Regions from separate parts of the Gossypium hirsutum genome. Here regions 1 and 2 are each linked to region 3. Evidence: chromatin contacts called from public Hi-C data. All regions are on one chromosome and are shown on one strand. The core of a region is the stretch at or near the end of the contact, and the rest is flanking DNA. Distances in the headings are between cores, read along the strand shown.

Evidence for each region. Hi-C and Micro-C count contacts between places; a contact is called where the count stands out from the background.
Region 1: a contact with region 3 is called in a Hi-C map of leaf, with 2.7 times the contacts expected there. The contact joins the promoter of LOC107938345 here to the enhancer-like site in region 3. A contact is called at or near these places in 4 of 34 Hi-C or Micro-C datasets (callus and leaf).
Region 2: a Hi-C map of leaf shows a contact between it and region 3, with 2.2 times the contacts expected there. The contact joins the promoter of LOC107933969 here to the enhancer-like site in region 3. A contact is called at or near these places in 6 of 34 Hi-C or Micro-C datasets (leaf, petal and seedling).

What each region holds. Positions count from the first base shown.
Region 1 is chrA08:107,990,406-107,993,105 of Gossypium_hirsutum_v2.1, reverse strand. LOC107938345 reads right to left here and starts at 1,298. Exons shown (of 13, transcript XM_016871466.2): 1 at 1,048-1,298; 2 at 604-925; 3 at 1-48. The coding sequence starts at 1,079.
Region 2 is chrA08:107,720,717-107,723,463 of Gossypium_hirsutum_v2.1, reverse strand. LOC107933969 (50S ribosomal protein L1, chloroplastic) reads right to left here and starts at 1,459. Exons shown (of 7, transcript XM_016866290.2): 1 at 930-1,459; 2 at 292-471; 3 at 141-195. The coding sequence starts at 1,298.
Region 3 is chrA08:107,853,107-107,855,806 of Gossypium_hirsutum_v2.1, reverse strand. No RefSeq gene overlaps it. Among protein-coding and RNA genes, the nearest start is that of LOC107929054, 21 kb to the left of the region's middle. Within about 2 kb of position 1,371, at least 6 of the 9 cell types and tissues checked have an H3K27ac peak or open chromatin away from gene starts, as enhancers often do. A contact at or near this core is called in leaf, where this site is marked.

The sequences.
Region 1 (2,700 bases), core at 49-2,548, 140 kb before region 3:
CGTGTTAGATTGACCTTGCTCGTCCAGAGCAGAACTTTTTAATGCAACCTGTAAAGTAAATAGGACCTCATCACTTCTTGGAAAGCCCAAATACAAAAAAAAAAAAAAAGGGGGAATACTACATAGAATAGTAACCAATTCCAGCATAGGACCCTTACTTTTTCCTTTCCCGTTATCATTTTACAAAGTTTTATTTCCAATCAAAACCAACTCAATATTGAATCCTTCTTTCTAATTTACCTCAAAATCAAGAACAGTATTCCTGAGCTCACTACACGATGCAAGGTTTACAGAAGTCAAAACCATGGATCACTCAGATTATAACATACAGACATCAATACAAGACAAACATATGGACTGTTTAAATTTGAATTAAGTACAAAACGAACCACCCAAAACAGAATCCAACCCAAACAGACTTCAAAATAAAACTTAAATAGAGCATAAAAATTTGCAATCGATATATGACCAAAATTTACCAACATAAACACTCATGTAGCTGAAGTTAAACATCATAACCCCTAAATGACAACAAAATTCACAATTCACTACATTCCACCGAAACCCAAAATGAAAATTAAGACACAAAAGCAAGAAAATTACCGAAATATCACCCGACTCAACCCTCCTAGCATAATCCTCAGCCGCCACCATTGCGGCAGCAGCCTTCCTCTGAAGCGAGAATCGCTTCGCCTGAGCCGACTCCTCCAAGGAATCAGCGCCGCCGCCACCGCCTCCATCCCCGGCAGGAACCGGGGCGACTTTAGGTACGGGGACCTGCACGGTCCCCTCTCGAGAAACCCTAACGCCCCAGGGGTCTTTCAAGAAGCCCTGGACTTGAACCACTTCCTGCAAGAAACCATCCTTGGAGTTTGTAGACTGGAGATTCCGAGGAAACCCTAGCGAACAGAAGCAAATTCGCCGACTACAAAACAAAGAGAAACCATAAACATTAATACAACAAGCTCTCGAGAGCAAAGTGAGAAAAGATAGAAGGCCCCCTTTTTTTTTTTTTTCCTTTTAGTGTATGAAAAAAAAATATTGTACCATGTAATTGGGCAAGCTACGTGAAAGGCCATAGTGAGGGATTTTGGGATTTTGAATTTTTTTTTGAGTTTTTGAGAGATTTAGCGATCTCGCTCCCAAAATTATTAAAATTAAAAAAATAATAATTAAAATTTAAAAAAAAAACAACTTTAAGAAAAATTAAAAAAAAATGGGTCTTTATTTTTATTTTTCGGCGACGTTAGGGTGTAGCTCTGCTTTCTTGATTTGTGAAATCTGGTTTGGTTTGGTTTGAATTTAACCCGAGGGAGATGATGGGGGTTACCATACCCTCGAGTTAGATCAAAGTAAACCGGCTAATTTGGTATCTCGTGAAAAACTTTACGATCTCAGTAGACCAATCATAATCCACCATGTCAGCTTCTGAATCCATGGATTATTTACTTTAAGTTGGCTTAGCGTTTTTTCAATATTAAATAATTCTGTGCCGAATCTGATTTTTAGTAAATTTAAATATTTTTTAGTTAAATTACCAAGGGAGAATATTTGATAATTTCATGAATAATAGTATGATGTTTTATCATTAAATAAAATAAAAAATGGTGAAACACTTATTATAAATTAATATTAATAATTTTATTTAAATATATTAATTATAAATAAATATAATATCTTAAATTCAAGAGTTATTAATATTTATTTATAATCTACAAATTGCAATTAATGTTTAAATAAAGTTAGGGTAAATTACGTAAATGGTCACTCGACTTTAAGAATTTATAAAATCGTCATTCGAGTTATCATTTTTGTTTGTTTTAGTCTAGAACCGTTAAAACACTAACGACTGCTAACGTGGCCGTTAATTTTTTTTTAGTTCATCAATTTAAGCGATTGATGTGGCAATGACTCCTCATTCCCTTACCTTAACTTCCGGGTCTGTTAGCATCAATTCTCGTCGAAGGTTTTCCTTCTCCACTCCAACGCAAAAGACTAGCTGGACCAAAATGCAAATCTTTGCACAGACCTCTAAAATCATCTCCCCGAGTTCATGTTGGTTTCATCTATGATCAACCGTCACTATAGTTCCAGCAAAAACTAACAAAAATGGTGACAAAGAACCTAATTTGTGTTAATGCGAAACTTCGATAAGGAAAATATTAAACACACAAACGAAACATGAACAACAACCCAAATAGAAAAATGAAGTAATAGGATAAGGCTCCAACACATGTATCAAGCCATTATCTTTAAGGTTCTATTCGCCCCCACCTATGCTTGATGTGTAAATGAGTTTCAAGCAAATAAACCTCGAGAATACAATGAAACCTGGTGACTATTTGCGTTTTGCACAGATGAAAATAGTCCACTAAGCACTGAGCAAAGTATAACAAGAAAATCAATTTCTATAAAAAAAATTCTACAGTAATTTTTTATAGAGCATTTTAATAATAGTAGAATATGGAGGAAGGATAGAAAGAACTTTTAGAATTTTTTGGTATATCTTCCAAATGAAATTTCACTCCTATTTATAGGAATTATCATGTCTCTTTATAAAGACATAACTTTCAATAAATGTCTTTTCTGAATAATCACATCTTTAAAAGACAAAATTATTCAACTAATATCTCATAACTATTTAAGTAATATTGCTTGTATGGTTATAATTCTTTGTAAAAAATCAAATGATATAACTCT
Region 2 (2,747 bases), core at 210-2,709, 130 kb after region 3:
GTTCAGAACCTACTCAATCTATTACATGAATTGTAATTATCAATTATGTTTCTTTCGTCTCTAAATTTTAAGCTAGAGTTTCCAGACACACAAGCAAGTTACAACAAAAAGATCAGCATATGTCAAAGCACCATAACTACCTTGAGTAAGAACGGCAACCTTAACCTTTTGACCAGTTCCCTTAGGCAAATTCACCTGTAAGACAAAAGAAAAGTAAGATATTAGGCGTAACATCAACGGTGGGGGAGATCCTATTATGATATTATCATGTGAAAAGCCTGGAAAACTTACAGTTGCTCTCAGCTGTTGATCATTATACTTGGGATCGATGTTAAGGCGGAAATGGGCTTCAGCTGTCTCTACAAACTTTGTACTCGACATTTCCTTTAACAAAGATATTGCTGTCTTTAGATCATACTCCTTTTTGGTTTCCCTTAATTTTTGAATCTCCAAGAATCTCTTTGATCTCGTCTGCAGTTTGAACAGGAACAAGAAGTTGGAATTAAATAACTGAACCAAGTAAACATCACAATCATATGTAATTAGCCCTACATATTAACAAAATAATGTACAAATGAAACATAAGTAACCATTTCAGATAGAAAATTGTTTCTTAAAATCAAAATTCTAAAATAAAAATCTTAAACCAAATTTCAAAGAAACTCAAATATGATCCTCAAAAACCAAAGCTTTCAGACAACACTATGAATACTGTTTTCACTAAGCTAGCAAAACCCATAAAGAAAATGATCTATAATAGTGAAATCTGACCCTGAAAAAACAAAACTTTTAGACTAACACTACAAGTTCTGTTTTATCTAAGCTATAAGCAAAACCCACGATGAAAATTATCTAACATACACCAAAAACTGTAACATCATTAAGAAAGAAAAGAAAGATAAAAATGCGAAATTCTAACATCCACATACTCTGTCTCTCTTAAGAGGCAACGCAGCCTTTCCTTTCTTGGGCTTGGGTGGAGCAGTAGCAATAGCGGTAGCGGTGCCACCCTCAGCTGCCACTCCATCATTTTCGTCCGTAGCCTCAGCCACCTCAGCCTCCGCAGCCACGGCAGCCATGACATGGTGCTTGGAATCTCTCTGGGGGTATAGATTAGCCCATTTGATGCCGGATTTTCCGTCTATAGAAGTCTTGAGAGCAAGTGGGTTAATAGAAAAGGTAGGCTTGTTGGACTTGAAGGATAGAACGGAAGGAGTGAGGGCTTGGGAGTGTACAGTGGATGCGGCAGCGTATGTTATCATCAACGATGATGAAGGTGTGGTGGTACAAGTAGCCATTGGCGCTGTTTCCTGTGAGAGCTTTTTTCTTTTACGATGTCTTGGGCTATCTATCTATCTATCTATCCATATTGAAAACAGAAGAGGATAGGAGATGTTTTTAAGGTCCAGTGAAGTTTCTCGATTATAGACCATAATAGCTGAATGCAAGTGCCATTTCCTTATTTATTTTGTGTGAAAAAATAAAAGGGTAAACTATCGATTAGTCACTTAATTATAATTAAATTTTTATTTTATTCACTTAACTAAAATTTGGTACACTTTAGTTTTCCAAATTTTTCTTTTCACCCAATAATTAAGTAGCTAGTGGTGGCACTTTTTAGTTGATATAATAATTTTAGTCCTCAATATTTATACTTTCTATCAATTGACCCTATTTCTATATAAAATGATAAAAAAATGATTTTTTTTAATTTAGAAAATTCTAAAAATATCTAAAAATAAACAGAAAATTCAAAAAATAGATAAATGAGAGAAAATGAAAGAAAATTTATTTTCATAATAAGAGAAAAAGAAAAAGATTCGGAATATAATTTATTTTTACAATTTGGGTTTTGAAAAATAATTTAAATGAATTGAAATTGAAAAAAAAAAGGATTTTTTGTGGTATATTTTGTATTTTGTAACTAAAAAATGTATCAAAGTCAATTTCACAAACCTCTATTAATTTGAGTTTTGAAAGAAGTTCTTCAATAGTATGAAACTCGACTTAAAGATATTACTAATTTAAATCTATCTTGTTTTTAATTTACTATTGGATTCTATTAAATGATCATTTTTATTGAATAATCTTTAAGTTTTATTGTAATAGAATCTTGAGTTTTCTTGTATGAATGTTAGCTTTTAATAATATTTAAGTTTTATACTTCACTAATATTATGTTAAAATTGATCTATTTTTTAGTTGTTTTCATGATTTGATAGCAGCACTGAAGGATTGTTGTTATAATAACCTAGCAATAACCTAAAATTTTTATAATTTTTATTTTTTGAAAAAAATTGAGTTTTTTTTATTTTTATATAAAATTAATGTTAAATTGATAGAAAGTAAAAAAATCGAAAATTAAAATTATCATTATACCAATATCATCATTCCAATATATTAATAATCAAATTGTAACTTTTAAGTTAAGTGGTCAAAAAGAGAATTTCTCTCTAATTGAATGGCTAATAGTGTAATTTACCCAAAAAATAAATAGATATTTTAGTAATAGACAATTAGTAAATTCTTGCTTGGCCTCGCAATTATTTATAATTTTGTAGTATTTTTTTTAAAACTCTAAAAAATTGTATATTTTTAAAAATATATAAAATATATTATTTTTAATTGTAAAATATATTTAAAATATAAAATGACTAGTTGGTTTGGTATATAGCTTGAACAAGAGATTGATCCCATTGATAAAGTCTTTATTTTTTAAAAAGAAAAACTATATGCTTAATTTAGGTT
Region 3 (2,700 bases), core at 122-2,621:
CAAGTTATGGTATTTTTCTGTAAAATGATGTATTTTGATGGAGAACTAATTGACTTGTTTTGGTATTACTGATTTGTAAGCTCAACATGTTTGTTCATAGTTCAAAAAGATGGAGAACTAATTGACTTCATCAAGGCCTAATAATAAAAAAGACTATTCTCTATATGTAGATAGCTTCATTTTCAAACATTTCCAACACTGAACTTGTCTATCAATTTATACTACTATGTTTTAAGCATCTTGAAGTTTGCTCTTAGTTTTTGTAATATGTGATATTTATGAGCCAATGGCTTATTGATGTTCTTATATTGAGTGGTTTGGATGAGGCGAGAAAGGTTTTTGATTTGATGGTTGTAAACCTAATGTCTTTAGTTACAACATCATCATCAATGGGTATTACAAAAAAATTATCAAGTCCTAAAACTCTAATGAAATGACTCAAAAGGGACTAGTTCCTCACATTGCTACTTATGGTGGGAGGCAGGCAACCTCTCGAATGTACTACTCTTTGAGGATTACCTGCTGTGCTCAAATTACAAATTCAACACTTTTGCTTCCCCAATCAGTGTATTATATTAATATTTCATTAATTATAGAGTTGTGGTTAACCTTTAGAATTAACTTAAGAACAAAGAATTGAAACCTGGGTAGTAAAATCAAGAAGCTTGATACATCAAACACTTGAGAAACAAAATGAAGATAATAAGAGAGAGAGAGGGTCAAGGAAGTTGTTGGACGACAGGACGTGATTTTGGTAATGACGGCACAAGAAGAGACGGAAGTCTTAACCACTGGACGACGCCATTACAGTCTTGGTGTTGGATCCAAGAAAACACACACCCGATGTTAGATTATGAATTTCAAAGAGACATGGAAATGGGGGTTCTTGATCGTACTGGTTATGAGCTTCTGAAAATTGGGTTTAATGGAGGGCTGTTGTTGTGGTAAACAAATTGAAAATGACCCTTTTCAGTTATAAGACCTCGCCGGAAAAATTCACCAACTTGAAAAGCTTCTAGCCTTCAACAACCCAAAATGAGAGAATTATAATGGAATTCGGGATAAATTGTGTTTTTATATATAATAATCATTTATTATATTTATATTTAATTATATGTGTTTTTGTAGAAAGTTAAATTGTTTAGAATTAAATTAATTTTTTTTAAAAAAAAGTGTGAGTATTGAGAACTAAAGCGTATTATTATACTAGTTAAAAAAATATTGTGATAAAAAAAACAATTTAAAACATTAATGATGGAAATTAACTTTTTTATAATTTTGTGACCGAAGCAGAAATATATTAATAGTGGGATGAATAATATTGTAGTTAACCTATTTTTTTTAGGTGCTGCAGGCGGGCCTAATATAAATATGAATGCCATAATATGAAGTGGGCTTAATCACCAAATGGCACCTCAAGATGGGTGCTAGTAAACATAGCTATAAATTATACCTTCTTTTCTCATCTTAATATAAATATTTAAAAATATAGAAAATGCTTCAGTTGGATTTTTTAGCTTGCAATCAGTGTGTATTCGTTAGCGAGTTAATCAATTCATTCTCTATCTCTAGATCAATATTTCGATTGGTTCCCATTTCTTAATTTAATTGGTTTAATTTTGAAAATTGATGTAATAATTTTTTTTTATCTCATCAAGCAAAGTAAGTAGACAATGAAATTTAAAATCAAAATTAATTGCTAACGTCTCAATCTTGGAAGTGCAAATTTTGAGCATTACTAATATTGATAGACATTATAAGAAAGAAGAAAAAAAGAAAAGAGAGAAATAATGTAACTAAAAAATAAAAAATATTTTTTAAATTTATATGATATGACCATTTATTATTGACTGTAATCTTTTTTAATGGATACAGATATAATATTTTGGTGTTAAAAAAAAATTAAGTATTACCTGTGACAAAAAAAAAAAAACTAAGTACCAAGATGAAAAAAAAATATGATTTTGGTATAATTTGTGGATTAAGCCTAATAATTTTCTGCAGGCTGTGTTAACTCGGTTGTACCCATGAACTCGTCCCAACTTCACACGTGGCATGATTGAAGCTTAAGAAAACAGAAATTCAGGCACAAGCATTGAGTCCAACCGTCACATTGGACTTCATATTTTGGGCCGGTGGTATTTCTCCCTTATTGGTGTGTTATTAGTTCTTTTATGCCAAAATCTTTCAACACTTGGAATTTTCTAGAATTTTTTAGAATATATATGATTAATCTTTTAAGCCTTCCAAGTGAATCTTCTTATCTAGGAATCATCACCTTTTTTTTCAAGGTTTATTAATTAATTCCTAAAAAATTAAGATCGGGACTTTTGTAGCACCTTATACCCGACTCGATCATCGGGTCTGAGTTATGAAATATCACGATCAATACTGATGAAACTAACATCACATAAACATCATACAATCATTCATACACACAATTTAGTATAATTCACACTCTTATTATGCTACATAATTACTCTCGGGTCCCACATGAGTTTACGAAAACTCTTTTACTAACCTGAGTATGAATAAGGACTAAATTGTGAAGCTTTCAGAGCTTTGCAACGTCACTCATTTTCAGTTGTGACGTCAAAGTCTTGAGGTCACAACATGACCCCTGTTTTGGCAACTTAACACTTTAGTGCCTATTCATTTGCTTTCAAACCAACATCAAAATGATTTCATTAAACCTTTCAC